2 separate regions of the Mus musculus genome follow, and region 2 is linked to region 1. A link is a contact called in public Hi-C data. All regions are on one chromosome and are shown on one strand. Each heading gives the region's core, a stretch centred on a gene start, on an enhancer-like site or on the middle of the called end of the contact. The rest is flanking DNA. Distances are from core to core; before and after follow the strand shown. Region 1 has its middle 46 kb from the start of Gm39448. Region 2 has its middle 38 kb from the start of D330037F02Rik.

Evidence for each region. Hi-C and Micro-C count contacts between places; a contact is called where the count stands out from the background.
Region 2: a contact with region 1 is called in a Hi-C map of CD8 T cells, with 3 times the contacts expected there. The contact joins two enhancer-like sites. A contact is called at or near these places in 39 of 484 Hi-C or Micro-C datasets (the 63-12 cell line, the AtT-20 cell line, the C10 cell line and 13 more), 7 of 115 datasets of contacts at active chromatin or transcription factors (DN3 thymocytes, T-cell acute lymphoblastic leukemia, Th17 cells and 4 more) and 1 of 9 other capture datasets (embryonic stem cells).

The regions. Positions count from the first base shown.
Region 1 is chr9:115,610,195-115,614,814 of GRCm38.p6, reverse strand. No RefSeq gene overlaps it. Among named protein-coding and RNA genes, the nearest start is that of Gm39448, 46 kb to the left of the region's middle. Within about 2 kb of position 3,069, at least 75 of the 459 cell types and tissues checked have an H3K27ac peak or open chromatin away from gene starts, as enhancers often do. A contact at or near this core is called in CD8 T cells, DN3 thymocytes and thymic regulatory T cells, where this site is marked.
Region 2 is chr9:115,701,994-115,706,576 of GRCm38.p6, reverse strand. No RefSeq gene overlaps it. Among named protein-coding and RNA genes, the nearest start is that of D330037F02Rik, 38 kb to the right of the region's middle. Within about 2 kb of position 2,101, at least 20 of the 459 cell types and tissues checked have an H3K27ac peak or open chromatin away from gene starts, as enhancers often do. A contact at or near this core is called in CD8 T cells, DN3 thymocytes and thymic regulatory T cells, where this site is marked.

The sequences.
Region 1 (4,620 bases), core at 1,820-4,319:
CATGGTCCTGCTCTCAACAAAGTACCTTCCCCAACATGATGGACTGCATCCTCAGAATTAGAAACCAACATGAAACCTTCCTCCATTAAATTGCTTCAGTTGGGTATTTTGCCACAACAATAGACAAGTAACTAAAAATAGTTGCTGGAATACTTTTAGTTGATGATATAGTAATAGTAGTAGATCTAGTTTAGGCACTAAACTGACAAGATCTAGTGACAAGAGTGATCAGTTAGAGTTAGAGAAGTTGTGAGCATCTGAGGCTCTCTACAATAGCACATGATGTAAAAGTACCTAAAGTAACTGCTATGCCTGTTGGTTCTGCTGTGGGTTGCTGGCCTCCATTGATCAGCGAAGGAAGCACTAAGCCTTAATAAAAATAAATAAAAGGTAATCATTTTTCCATCTAAGTCTAGATTCTGAAGTTCACTTTGGGTAGCTTAAGTTAAGAACTTTGACTGTAAACAGTCATTTCAAATGACAACGACCTTTTTGGCTCAGCATGAGTGCCTCAAGAAAGCCAGCCTCCATTCACCTTTTACACTGACTGTGCTCAGTACCCATCCCATGGCCAGATGGCTCGGAGAGGCCTGGCAGCTGGTGTGAAATCAAAGCATACATATACAAAACCCTCAAATCTCTCCAAGCTAACTGCCACTCATCCCCATCCCTCCTGCCTCCCCACTCCCCCAAAACAAGAGCTGATTGGCTTCCTCTCTCCTTTCTCTGGGCCTGTCTCTATTACACCAAGGTCCCCATTTAGGAAGAGAAAATGGTCACTGTGTCCACAGAGCTCAGTTTCTGACTGTGGGCAACCTAGGGCTTTGGGATGATTACTTCAGTGTCACCACAGTTGTTCCTAAAATGACTCAGGTCAGAGGCTGGACCCTGGAAGCCCTAATGAGCTAGGCTTGGCCACCCACCCTCAAGACACCAATGGAAGACAAGAAACAGAGGAAGTGGATCTACTTGATGTGACCACAGTGAGAAGAGAAACAAAAGAGGTCCAGTGACCCCAGAATCCATCTTTGATGGTGGTGGGGTCCTAACATGAGATTTATGTTTAAATACAGGGCAAGAAAGCAGACCTGGTCCGGATCTGGTCCTGCCCACCATACCCAGTCTATCCCACAAGGTATTCTAACAAATCAGAGCTGCTTGCAGTCTCATACTAGGAGACAAGTTGTCCTCCAACTGGCGCCAGATCTTGGACATTTCCTTCTGATATGAGACTTCTGCAGAAATCTTGAATCCTTAGGTCCATTGCCTCGACAGCCTGATAACAAAAACTAGGGGCACAAGTATCTCCTTAGGCTATCTCCACTCCAGTCAGGATGGTCACATGACCAGGCTGATATTTCTGGAGAGTGACGAGCACTCTATCTTGTCTTGTAGTATTGCACCTTCAAGTCACCACCCACTCCCGCTTGGATGCTGGTCTCTCAGACGGTGCTGTCCTATAGTCTTCCTGGCCGACTAAATCTGATTCACACCTATCTTAGTAGGGCCCATGGGCTAAAATAACTTGTGGACATTTATTTCTTTTTGTCTTTGTTCATTAAATACCATCCAATAAATTCTTCTATTTTGGCCGCTGGCCAAGGAAGCCTAAGTGTTTAGATATAAACACTTTTCCTATGGCCCTTTTATAGGGGAGACCTACTAACCTCTGTCACGGCATATCAGACAGGCCTGACCAGGAAACCTGCAGCTATCTAGGCCACTGTAAGGGCGTGGGGGTGGGGAGCTCGTTATCAAGATTGGTTACCTCAGAGTCGTTAGAGTATAGGAGGTTAACAGAACACAGCAAAGAACATAGAGAAGAAGCAGGAGGCAGGACGTGGCCACTACCTGCCCTGGAGGGAGAGGGAATATGGTGTAACTGGCTAATTAAGAAAGGGGAGTGAAGGTTCTTACTCTCTTGACCATAATTTCACACTGGTACTTCTGGCTGAAGTCAACCAGAAAGCTGTTGACCAGGGATGCTAGAGAATGCAGCTTCCTGCAACACAGAGAAACAAAGAAAAGGGCGTGGCCTATCTGTGTTTAGAGCAGATGCAGATGGGCAGATATGGAGATCACCAAAGCCTGCCTTTCAGTTTGAGGAAAGTGTCCACTGTGAGAATCAGTACTATTACCCATATGTGTGCTACTGTGAGCTTCTGCCCTGCCCTTGGGTCCATTTTGGATTGTCTAGGCTAAACATGTGTAAGGAAACAGTCAGATGGATTTCCTTGATGCCGTGACAAAGGCAACTAAAGAAATGAAGGGTTTATTCTGCCCCTGGTCTGAGGTGAGTGAGCTATAGAGCCAGGAGTGTGAGGCAGTGTGTCATATTGTATTGAATCGGAAGCACAGAGATGGGGACACCAGTGCTCAGCTCAGTTTTTCCTTTTAATTCAGTTCAGGGTGCCACTGTATGACATAGTGCCACCCACAGTTAAGAGTAGGCATTTATGCCTCAACTAATCCAATCCAGAAACCCCCTCATAGATAAGATGGAGGATGTCCCATGGTGATCCTAACTCCCACCCTGTTGGCAATGAGGATTAAGAACAGCGCTGCATTAAACTGGCTTAGACCAGAAGTTTTGAGTAAGGACTGAAATGAGATGACACTTGTGACTAATTAAGAAAGGCGAACACATGAGGTAGACCCAGAAAGTTCTACAAGCTCCTTCTCTCCAATGACATCCCCCATGCTGCTTACCACACAGGCCAGAAACATGGCGAGACTATGAGTTTGCTGGGCAAACTCCCATGATGCTTTGGGTCCACGAGGACATTTTTCCTAGAGGTGGGTAAATTGTTAGAAGAATTGCATCTGCCTGCTTCATACAGAGTTTTCTTCCACACCTGTCTGCTGTGCCAACCTCTAAAACCACAAGCGTGACAGCTTAGTTTAAAGAGCTTCCTCTTTTAAATGCCAGCCAATGAAGTCAATGGCGGATGTAATAACATAAAGAACAAAGCCACTATGGAAAACTTTTTGTCCCCTTGAATGTCACATGCTGGCATAAAAAGGTGCAGAGACTGACACGGGCTACTCCCTCAAGACAGCATCCAAACACAGCCTCAAGGACTGGCTGCTTAGAGATTGACCACATCCAGATTCTGCCCAGGTAAACACTGACTCCCAAGCATAAAAGGCTCTCGGAGCCTCTTTGAAGCTTTCTAGGGGCCAGTGTACCTTCTGCCTTCAACCACCTCCTGAATAGGTGTGCCTCTGCCTCTCCTCTTCTTGTAACTTGCCAGGGTTTGGCCGTGACATGGATGAATAAGGCAGTAAATGTGGGATTTGGTCTCACAGCCCAGCCTCCCTCATATTCTGCTCCTCACAGTCTTGTTTCTGTATGAAAGTTGTCAGTTCAGAGAGAGCGAGAACAAGAGGAAGAGGCTCTTCCTACCAAGATGATGTCTTCCTTCCCAGGACAGTCTGTCACAGAGTCCCTAAGGGAATGTTGGGCTAGAGGTTAGCTTCTAAGCAGAATGGTTGATACTAACCTAGAATAACTCCAATGATTGACACAGTTTTAAAAAAAGTATCACCTTTGAATGTACTTAACATTTTGCTTTTAATTGACTTGCATTTTTATTTAAATCCATTTAAGAGAAATCTTATATATATATAACAAATGCAAAATTAATATAATGTTCTAGAACTAGAAGGTAACCAGGAAAACAAAATAAGGTTATCCTGAGCCTCAGAAAGCCGAGAATCAGGGGGTGGGGGTTGGTTGCAAATAGGGAGAGGGCTGGTAAAGATTTACTGTTGCCTGGGTGATGATATTGCTCAACAGGTAAAAGTGCTTGCCTCCAAGTCTGACGACCTATTGTAGCTTGTGGTCTTTTTTTTTTTTTTTTTTGTAGCTTGTGGTCTTATCTACCCCGCTTTATGCTCCTGGGCAGGCTGCACTTCCAGCCACCCACCCAGGGAAACTTTGGATACTCGGATAAAAGACAACACATATTAGCTTATTTTTAATGTGCCTTGCTAGCTCAATGGTTGGACACTTGTTAGCCTCTTGCCTTGTACCTCAGGCCTAATCAAGGAAGCGGCCAGTGGCCACTTATCTGAGATATGACACGGTTGGTTGGCTTTCTCTCCTGAAGCTCCAACATCCCTTCTGTCTCCCTCTTGAACATGGAAAATCTCCCTCTGCTCCCTCCTCTCTCCTAGCCTTTCTGCCCAGCCATTGGCTACTGACTCTTTATTGACTGATCAAAAACCAATTGGGGACAAGGACCTTTAGTGTATAGGCACACAGATCCCCGATTAAGTCAAAGCATCCCAACATCAACCTACAACCTTTGTTCCATCCCCAGCACCCACATGGCAGAAGGGGAAGACATAAGCCCCGCAACCTATCCTCTGACCTCCATATGCTCACCATGATAGGCACCCACATGCATGTGCTCACATGTGTGCACACTTACAACTGAAGACATGTAATAGAAAGGAAATGCTGGTACGAAAATAAAATGGTTTCTCGTAAACACCTGGAAGGATTGAAGGACCAGACTGGGGAGCGGCTGGTAGAGTCTGTGTCCTGTTGCCGTTTCTGATCTCATTGTTGTAACCACAGGAAAAATCTGCTTTGGCTCACAGGAGAGAGCACGT
Region 2 (4,583 bases), core at 852-3,351, 93 kb before region 1:
GTCTCCACGCACACCAACTTTTAGGAAAAACCAATCAGAAAGGGTTTGCGTTCTGATCCGCATAACAGGAAGCACCCCTTGTGCTGACTTTTAGAAGAGCAGTAAGTGCCAGAGAGCAGACGTTGTCAACACTGCTTTTAAAATTACTGTTACATTTCCTCCAACAACTTTCCAAGATCCACCTGTTCTGTCATACCCATCAGAGCACATATTCTTTCTCAAATCACAAAGGAGAGGCAGTTGTTGTGGGTTTCGTCCTGTGATAGATCACGGTTAACTGATATGTGGAAGAGGTGGATAGCATCTGTGCTCACTGTTTCCTGTGCAGCTCAGCAGACATCGGTGTCCAGTCACACAGCCACATGCCGAGGAGCTTCCAGTGCCAGAAGGAAAAAGTACTTCCTTTCTTTTCTTTTCTTTTTTTCTTTTCTTCTCTTTTATTTTCCGGGTTTTCACGTCAGGGTTTCTCTGTGTAGCCCTGGCTGTCCTGGAACTCACTTTGTAGACCAGACTAACCTTGAACTCAGAAATCCTCCTGTCTCTGCCTCCCAAGTGCTGGGATTAAAGGCATGTGCCTCCTCTGCCCAGCCAGGAAAGTATTTCAATCGACAATGGAGTCATTGTTTTCTCTCAGCGTGAGACTTTGGGTCTAATACATGAAGCTTTAAATCACTTGCTTTCAGAGTACTCTGGTTTCTGTGTATTCCTGTGAGTGTACACGTGCGTGTTTGTATGTGTATCAGAAGACAAACTTGGGTGTCTCCTCTGGTCCCTTCCAGCTTGTTCTGAAGGTACCATTCACACATTTCCCTTTGAAATAGATTCTCCTGCTGGCTTGGAGCTCATCAACTTGGAGAGTCTAGACTATCAGTGAGCAAGTCCCAGGGAGCTGTGTCTCCGTGCATCTCCCCGGAGCTCCCTGCATCTCCGAGACTATCATGTTTACATGGGTTCTGCGGATCTAACTCTCGCTCTTGTGCTTATACAGCAGACTCTTTACTGACCAAGCCACCACCTCTCCTGCCCCATATCTTCTATTTCAAAATGTTACTCTTGTGTCCATAGTTATTTTCATTCATCACTTAAGTGTACTACCGTAAAATATTTTTTCTTAACATGTGACCTTTCTTTATACATGTGTCAGAGTCATTAGTGCTAGCTCCCTAGCAGTCATGCATGATGCTTGACAGTTATTTTCCTAACTTGTTATAAGGCGGTAGAAATTGGGCGTGCTGGCATTGCCTCTTGTCTCTCCACATCCCAGCAATGACAGAGACCAGCACTATTCCAGTTGGATGAACACCCAAGATGCTCTAGTCTGGGTTAGACTGATGTTCCTAACCAGCTTGCCCATACATTAGTGATCAGGAGAGGGGAGGCCGGTTGGTCTAGGATGGCCTCTAGTATCCAGGTGAGTGTTGCCTGGATCAATGAGCAGGTGGGCCACACATCTTCCACCCTCCAATAATGTCAAAGCAAGAGCAAAGAGAAGTCCCCAAGACCTCTGTGTGTATATGTTGTATGTTTTCATGTGTGTGTGTGTATATGTGTGTGTGAACCAGAAGTCAACCTTAGCTGTTGCTCCTCAGGTACCATCGCAGTCTCTTTTCTTGGAGACAGGGTCTCTTAACTGCCTGGAATTTGCCAGGGAGGCCAGGGTTGGCAGCCAGCGAGTCCCAGGGAGCTGCCTTGTCTCGACCCCTCCAGCCCTGGGGTTGCAAGCACGTGCTACCACAATTGACATGTTTTACACAGGTCAGGAACATGTTTTACACAGGTCAGGAACATGTTTTACACAGGTCAGGGACATGTTTTACACAGGTCAGGGACATGTTTTACACAGGTCAGGAGATTGTGCTCACACTCTTCTCGTGGGACAAACACTTCACAGGTTGACGTCTTCCAATCTCTCCCAGCGCCTTTCCATGGGATCGACATTAGCTTGGCTTCCCTTCCTCCATATTCTATTCAGGGCAATACTGCAGCTGGTTGTTTCTAAGCAGCAAACCAACTCGTGATAATCGTTTCAAGTAACACTTCACTGTCAAACAACAATCACGTTCTGCTAACTAATCGGGCATTTGGTCAGGTCTGGACGGGAACAGTTCGCCTGTACTCCACTAGATGGCATCTCCACAGCCCAGGCAGGGGCAGATGAGCCTCCTTACAGCCTGGATTCCAACAGCAAGCATCCCAAGAGCTGGGAAACAGCTGGCTGCTGGTACCCATTCACTGTACTATATCCTTGACTGGATACAGCAGTCCACCACATCGATAAGAGGGATGAACCCCAATTCTAGTGTACGCCATTGCCTGTAGTACCCAACCCTGTGTATATTGGGTTTTTTTTCTATACATATTTACCAATGAGAGCATTTAATTAGACACAGATTGACACCAGCAATAAATAGCAATAAAATAAAACATTTATAATAGCATTCTGTGATGATGCTATGTGAATGCGGTCTTTTTCTTACCCTTCTCCTGAAACAGTCAAGACAAGAGTAATATGTTCAGATCACTGTTAGCCACGAATGATTGAAGTGGCAAAGGTATCTAGGGCAGGGGGCGGGGCATCTCTCAACAGAGTGTTGAAGGATTGAACTGCAGTCTTCAGACTCTACCTTTGAGGGGTGGAGCGATGATGTCACCTGTGAACACCAGTGGTTCTTTGCCCGAAAGAGGGCTTCTGTTGTCCTCGAAATCAATCTACTGCAGTGTGAGCAGGAGCCAAGTGAGGGCCAGTCTCATTCAGGATTTCGTCTGCTTCTTTTAACTAGCACAGAGCTTTGCCCTAGTCTTCTGTTGGCTACTGTCCATAGAGAGAGAGATTTGGTTGCTGCCTGGCTACAGGAGGTACCCTCTTCAGGTTCCATATCCCCAATGCTATGAGTCATGGCTAAGGTCACCCCCCATTGATTCTTGGGCTCATCTCTTATCCCAGATCTCTGTCTTGCCCTGGAGATGCTTCCCACCCCCACCCCTGTCAGTGGCAGATTTCCATCCATTCTCATGATCTTCTCATGGTCATCTCTCCTGTCTCACCCCACACCTGATCTCAACCCCCCATCCCCCTTCCCATTCCCTCTCCCACACTGTTCCCTCTTTCCATCTGCCTCTTATGACTATTTTATCCCCCTTCTAAGTGAGTTTCCAGCATCCTTATTTGAGTCTTCCTTTTTGTTTAGCTTCCTTGGGTCTGTGAAGTATAGCATGGGTATCCTGTACTTTATGGCTAATGTCCACTTATAAGTAAAGTACATACTATTGATGTCCTTTAGGGTCTGGTTCACCTCACTCAGGATGATATTCTCAAGTTCCATCCAGTGGAGCTATAGGGACACAACCCATCCACAAAACTTTCAACCCCAAATTTAATCTAGTTACAAGAAATGCAGGAACAAAGGATGGAGCAGAGGTTGAAGTGGTCAACCAATAACAGGCCCAACTTGAGACCTATCTTAAGAGCAAGCACCAATCCCTGACACTATTAATGATACTCTGTTGTGCTTGTAGACAGGAATCTAGCACAGCTGTCCACTGAGAGGCTCCACCCAGCAGCTGACTCAGACAGATGCACACACAGCCAAACAGTGGATGGAGCTTGGAGACTCTTAGGGGAGAATAGGAGGAAGGATTGCAGCCTCTACGGAGATAGGAACTCCACAGGAAGACCAACAGAGTCAATTAACCTGGACCCTTGGGGCTCTTAGAGACTGAACCACCAACCAAAGAACATAGACAGGCTGGACCTAGGCCTCCCCATACATATGCAGCATATATGCAGCTTGGTATTCATGTGGGTCTCAAACAACTGGAGCAGGAGCTATCTAAAAAACTGCTGCCTGTCTGTGGGATATGTTCTTCTAGCTGGGCTGCCTTGTCTGGCCTCAGTGGGAGAGGATGCACCTAGCCTCACAGAGACTTGATGTGCCAGGGTGGGGGAATACACAGGGGGACCCCCACCCACTCAGAGGAGGAGGGGAGGGGGCATGGGAGAAGGATTGTGAGAGAGGGTGACTGGGAGGGGGCCATGAGAGAGATATAAAGTGAATATGTTTAAACAAAGATAAATTTGGAAATACTGCTCTCCATATTTAGGTGTGTGGAGGATTTTTACCTGGAAAGCTTTTGTGCATCCCTCTTTTATTCAGAAATAGATGCCGGCACTCCAGCTCCCCTCAAAAGACGGAAATGATGCTTTATTGACGGAATGACTATTAGAAGACAACAGAACACACACAATCATCCTTTTCCACTGGACGGGATGAGCACAGCCATTTCTCACCCAGAAAATACAGCGAAGTCCTCCGCCGCAGCTCTGCATGTAAACTCTCACTCACGGGAGCTGCACCATTGATTACACGTGAGGGAACAGTAAGCCCCATTCCCTGCCCCTCACCCCCACTGAGTTTTATTCAAGTTGTTCTCTCAAAGCCTCGGGACCAATATTAAATATCCTGGGGGTGGGGTGGTTTAACCAATCACAATTTCCTATCGGTGTTCTCCGGGCCCATTTATAGATGCTCAAACATGTTCCATAGGCTGCAACTTTGCTTGGGGGGGGGGAGAAACTGAAAGTA